2 separate regions of the Gossypium arboreum genome follow, and region 2 is linked to region 1. A link is a contact called in public Hi-C data. All regions are on one chromosome and are shown on one strand. Each heading gives the region's core, a stretch centred on a gene start, on an enhancer-like site or on the middle of the called end of the contact. The rest is flanking DNA. Distances are from core to core; before and after follow the strand shown.

Region 1 (3,129 bases), core at 344-2,843:
GCTAGAAGAGACGAAAAAGGTTTCCAGAAGCTTGTCAAAACGTCACTTATAAGTACTAACTTATTGGTAATTTCTGGAAAACTATAAGATTGATGTCAAGGGTATTTACGTCCTTACATCAATGCATGCATGATCAAATTTTAGTAGATAAATAGTCTGATAATTGTTATTGTTTCTTATTTAGTTCAAGAAGTTAGTAAATGCCCGAGCAATCGAGGTAAAAGACCAGTAGAGTATATTTTGTCTTGAAGCTTCTAGTGAGTTCCTTTTTGTTTCCTTTGAGTTATAAAAATTCTATGCTATGTGGGTTGCGAAAGGCAAGTTGTCCCTACTGAAGATGGTTTGATGTGTCGTGAATTGATGTGTGTGTAATGAAACAATCATATATTTGAGATTTTCTTATTATTATTATTATTTAATTGAGTTTATTTTATACCTATAAATTAATATTTTACATTATTCTTTGTAAAAAACACGAGGTAAATATATTTGTTATAAAATATTATAGTGCAATTTCCTTTTACCAATCGAAATTTCTTTTATAATAAGAAAATATTTTGTAATAATCAATGTTATATGTCAACTTAATAATAAATAATGCTTAATTAAAACTTAATTTAAATACATATATTACATATATAAGAGTACATATTATCACATTAAAGTTATAAGGGATAAATGAAGCTAAGCATTATTTAAATAAATACTCAAATTTATTTAATTAAAATATTCATATTTTTATACTAGGTTAAAATATGTTATAAGTCCTTGAGCTCTTCATAAATTTAAATTTTAGTTAATGTACTTTTATTTTTGGGTTAATCTCACTTTTAGATATCAAAATTCAGGTTCAGGTTGTTAGTATTATTAAAAATATTTTGTTAAATTCATATCCATTATAACATCATTTTTTAGTTACATGAATACTAAGTATTTTTATTTAAAATTAGTGACATCAACAAAATTGACAAAAAATAACAATATTAACAATTGACTTGATTTTTAAATCTGAAAAGTAGAGGGTTAAATTTTGAAAATAAAATTACAGGACAAAATTCTAATTTGTGAAGATTACATAGACTTATGATAGTTTAACCTTTATACTACAAAATATTTATTATTAATATATTTATAAATGTAATAAATATTTATTATTAAAATATTAATATTGAATATTTTTCAAAAATATTATTTAAAAATTTATTATTAAAATAAAATTGAAATATTAAATAATAAATTATTAATATCAATAATAATTTATTATATGATTATCTATAAATAATTAAATATTTATGTTTAGTAATATTAAAATTTTAACAATTTGTATTAATATTTTATTTAATTTTAATTTTTTAAAAATAAAATTTATTATTAATATAATAATATTAAACTTGAGTAAATTTTTTTTTGAAAATTGGACTGGACTTTTATAAAATCTTAAACCTTAATAAAACAAATAGTTTCAATAGCACTAGACTTAAGTCCAGTAAAGAAAGCTAATTAAAACAAGAACAAAGCAACAGGACCCAAATCTGCACAGAATTGGCCCATGAAATTTAAAATGAATGAAACAAAAAAAGGAAACCTAATCCTATCCTATACCAATCGAAATCAACAGCTAGACACTATAACTCAGTGTCCTTTCATATCACCGTCCCAGCTTTTGATGATAGTAGGTTTCAAAAAATCTTTTAGTCTTCTGCTACCTATTTCCAACGAAGGCCTACTTTCCTTTTTCAGTCTGGTAGCCTTGGCCAACTTTTCTCCAGTGCGCGACGAACATAACCTGGAACATCACCCAGCAAGTAATGGCCTTCACCCTTTTTTAGTGTCTTTTTCGCAAGAATATGGGCGTATGTATTCTCTATTTTAGGGATAAAATGAAACTCAAATCTCTTGAAAATGGACCTTTTTGCTGTGAATATCTCTGATAAGTGTTCCAATAACCGATCTGTCGAAATCTATAATTTGGCATTTCTTTATTATAGTTCTTGAATCTCCCACTATTTCAAAAATACTAAAACCCATAGAAATTCCTAATGGCATGGCTTGTAATCCTGCATATGCCTCCGCTGCAAAAGGAGATGCTACATTGAAGTGGAGAACCGTATTTTATGCCAAGATCTCACCCCCCACATCTCGTACTACTATTCCCGAAGCAAATCTGCAAGATTGCTGGTCGAAGGCTACGTCAAAGTAAATTGCCACACTTGTTCTCCTATCGACATATTTATGGCTTCTATATACTTTTAAGGTGAGTTTCTTCTTTTCTATGCCATCCAACTCAGAAATATAACTATAATTTTTTTTTTTGAAATGTACCTACCCATCGTACTTTTCCTTTCATAGATTAACCAATTTCTATATGTCCAGATTAACAAAAGTCCGCAACAGAAAAGACGACACTGTTCGCTAGTCCCCCGACTAAAAACCTAGGTAAGCCACTCCCACATGCTTTGAATGACATTATTAAGTACCCAGAAAAGGTTTAAGTACATCCATACCTCCATTGTTGTAGGACACTGCCGAAATATATGGTTACTATCTTTTCCATAGTGACGACACCGAGGACAATGAGCTTCCACAACCACTTTTTTATGCTTGAGATTAGCTAAAGTAGGAACATAATTTCAGGAGATTCTCCATACTATTATTGTAACTTTCGAAGGGATGTATAAATTCCATACTTTTCTGTAAAAATCTTTAGTCTCAGCCTGTATATATTATTACTAGGATCCGAATTAGTCTCCTGTAATAGTTTATAGGGGCTTCTAACTGAGAAATCGCCAGACGGTTCTCCTCTCCACACTTGGAATTCATCGTGTATTGTCTCCGCCAAAGGGATCCACATAATTTTCTTTACAATATCCGCATTAAAGGTATTAACAATTATATCTGTAATCTGTTTGCTTCATCTCCCGAAATCCATAGATCATCCCAAACAGAAATTCGGTCCCCCATACCAACCCTCCAACATAGGCCTTTCTCCAGGAGTCTTTTTGCTGCCCAGACGCTCTTTCAGGTAAGCGAAGGTAAATTCCCTAATTGAGCATTAAAAAAATTCGAGTTTAGATAATATTTTGCTTTCAAAACTCGAGCAAATAAAGAATTGAGAAAATTAATAAGACG
Region 2 (3,129 bases), core at 261-2,760, 130 kb after region 1:
CAAACTCTCCAAACTTTCTATACTTTCTAACCTAAGAAAACGTAATCAAAAGTTTAAGGCAACCTAAGGAATCCAACATGCTTCTACCATTTACAAGGCTTTTCTAAGGCAAGATCTCAAGCTAGAGCGGAAAAGACCAAAAGCCTAATTAATTTAATAAATATCACAAATTTGAAACTCGAGTACTGACGAAAAGTAGAACATATTCTTACTTTTTGTGTTTATGTAAAGTGAATTATTTGCAAATAGATTCAGACTTTTTGCATTTTCCAGCTTTTTCCTTTTTCCACCTCTTTCGAATATGCTTTTTTTTTCTCTTGAACTCAATCTAATGTCTACAAGAAGACTTTGGAAAAGCTTTGTAACTCAAGAACACAAAAACATTAAGAATAACTTAAAACTAATTTTTTTCAATAGCTAATGGAAAAATGGACCTATTTATACAAAACTAACTAAAAATTAATTAAGAACAATGCAAATGTGAGGGAATTAAGACTTAAAATATATAAGCATTTGCTCATCATACCCCTACACTCACATCTTTTCTTGTATCGATGGGACTCTATAGGTGGCTTGAATGCTCCTTAGACTCCTATTGGTTTTTGAGGATTGAAACCTTTGAGTAAATTGGGGGAAAGATTACGAAGGCCTTAAGGATCAGTGTGTCAAGTACCAAGGTGATCATAAAGGGAGCATGAGTGGGGCATTCAAACTTTTTGGAGGAAAAGATCGTTGCTACTTGGGGTATCTTATGATGACGAGTCTATGAAATGCAAGGGACAATCATGGATGTGCCACATGAACTCCTCAAACTCCTCTTAGGGAGCTATAACTACGAGGTTAATAAAAATGAAGAGATATAAAAATTTTAAGAGATTGACGTCTTAAGCACCGATGGATTATATGAGGACCTTAAAGAGGTTATGGACTCTTTAAACCCCTCAGGGTTGAAGGAATTTAAATACATTTGTATGTGGTTTCAAGATAAAGGGAAACTTTGGGTGATAATAGAAACTTGCAAGATCTAAGGTCGAGGTTAAGTGTTGGAGGACCTTGAGACGAAAGAGGCTTAATTTCAAAGTCAAGTTAAATATTTATCTTAAACTAAGTTTTTGAAAAAAATATATTTAAAATTTTTAAAGCGTTAATGAATAGTGATTAAGTCCTTTGTTCACCGTCAAAAGACTAAAGTTTAAAATCTATTGTCGTGTTTTCCCTTCAATTTGTAATATGTACTTAAAAAATTATGAATACAAATAGACTCACAGCTCCAAATATCTAGAATATATTTGGGTTTGAATCAAAATAAATTTGGACGACTAGAATATATTTAGAAACAGAACAGTTTATGTAATGTGAAAATCAAACCTAAAACCTGATATTTGAACAAGTTAAAATATCACAATTTTGACACTAAAAAGGTTTCCATAGGTCCATATTGATGGGCTTCGGCTTCGAATCCATTACGTTTTGTTTATCGTTTGAATATCATTTATCTATCCCTATCGTGGGCAAATGGCCCATTGGAATTAGTCATAGCTAAATATTAATACAGAAACCAGAGTTTGGTTCTGCAGAAAGTTCCGAGGAGAAAAGAAATGGCAGGAAGATTGAGCAACGTAGCGTCACGTATAATGGGCGGAACTGGCGTCGTATCGCGCTCCGTCGCCTCTTCTTTTCGACTCCGTTCCGGTATGGGTCTCCCTGTCGGCAAACATATCGTTCCCGACAAGCCCGTAAGCTCAATCACTTCATAATTCTTCAGATCTATTCAGTTAAAATCATTAAAAAGACTAACCCAAAACCCTACAATTTTACTCCTGCTGGAACCTTTCAGCTTCCTGTAAATGACGAGCTAATTTGGGACAATGGAACTGCATTTCCAGAACCTTGTATTGATCGAATCGCTGATACCGTCGGAAAGGTAAGTAAGTTCTCTATTTAAATGTTCATTTGCGTTTTATGGTAGTGGGATTTTGGATTATTTGAAGAAATTACTCTTTTTTTTTTCTCTGTTCTTGTTCCTATGTTTCATTTTTCTGGGAGTAGTATGAGGCATTAGCTTGGATGTGTGGAGGCTTGAGCTTCTTTGCATCGTTGGGATTTTTGGCTTGGTGGAATGATAAGGCCTCCAAGATTCCATTCGTGAGTTCAAATCTCTGACTTGATTAGTTGACTTTGCCTTAGTTCAATTCAATTTTCTTTATGCTGCATTTGGGAATATGAAATTGAAACTCTTGGATTTGGATTTCATTTGCTATATAAATTGTGAGAATGAATTGTATATATTATGAATAAATTAGATGAATTTCAATATAATGCGTTTTTGGAAAGTATAAAAAGCATGAATTTGTTAAATTCCTTGGGAATTTCAAATTCACTACTAGGCATCCAACAAATCCAGGGATTTGAGAAACAATCATGAGTAATATATTTGTATGTGTATTATCACTCAATTTGCACTATTCTCGAAATTCAAATCCAAAGTTTGAAACCCAAGACCCCAAATGCTACCTTATAGTTTTTTTAACGTGTTCATGTAATATTAATATTTGTAGCTTAGTGGTGTTTTGGATATGTTTGAAATTGGGAAAATAGGAATGTAGGATAGTGACCGGATCAAAAGGTACCATAATGTCACTCATGTTTTAAGCTGAGAAATTTTGAACTTCAAGCTCGAGTGAGTCATTATCCCAGAATAGGGGGATATGTGAACTACCTGCTTTAGGATGGAAGATATTTCATGCTAGAGGACTCTAGCCTGTTTTCTCAACAATGATTATGGTTGAGAGGATGAATTTTGCAAAGGTTCATGATAGAAAGCCCTTGTCTTTGGTTTTCCCTTGCTTGATTCTCTGATGAACTTAGAAATATTTTCAGAAATGCATTTCCCCTGTTAGATGTGTTGAATTGTTGAGGAAATCCCTTCCATTGGGGGCTACTGGCTAGTTTGGCCTTCTGTCTCATTATTCTGCCTGCTGGAGTTTGAAATCCGTCTCATGCTCAGTTAGCAACTTTGACAATATATTTTGGGCTTCGCAAGAAGCCTTTTTAGGGTATATCTTTTGACAATATGCTAGCACTGCCATGTCAATTGCATAGATAATTAAAGTTATTTTGTTTTTGAAA

What was found. Hi-C and Micro-C count contacts between places; a contact is called where the count stands out from the background.
Region 2: a contact with region 1 is called in a Hi-C map of leaf, with 2.4 times the contacts expected there. The contact joins the promoter of LOC108468154 here to the promoter of LOC108469150 in region 1. A contact is called at or near these places in 2 of 5 Hi-C or Micro-C datasets (both in leaf).

The regions. Positions count from the first base shown.
Region 1 is chr8:12,724,265-12,727,393 of ASM2569848v2, forward strand. LOC108469150 (L-lactate dehydrogenase B-like) reads left to right here and starts at 1,594. Exons shown (of 5, transcript XM_053017954.1): 1 at 1,594-1,805; 2 at 2,082-2,254; 3 at 2,374-2,436; 4 at 2,519-3,129.
Region 2 is chr8:12,854,085-12,857,213 of ASM2569848v2, forward strand. LOC108468154 (NADH dehydrogenase [ubiquinone] 1 beta subcomplex subunit 8, mitochondrial-like) reads left to right here and starts at 1,511. Exons shown (of 4, transcript XM_017769026.2): 1 at 1,511-1,736; 2 at 1,838-1,924; 3 at 2,050-2,145. The coding sequence starts at 1,599.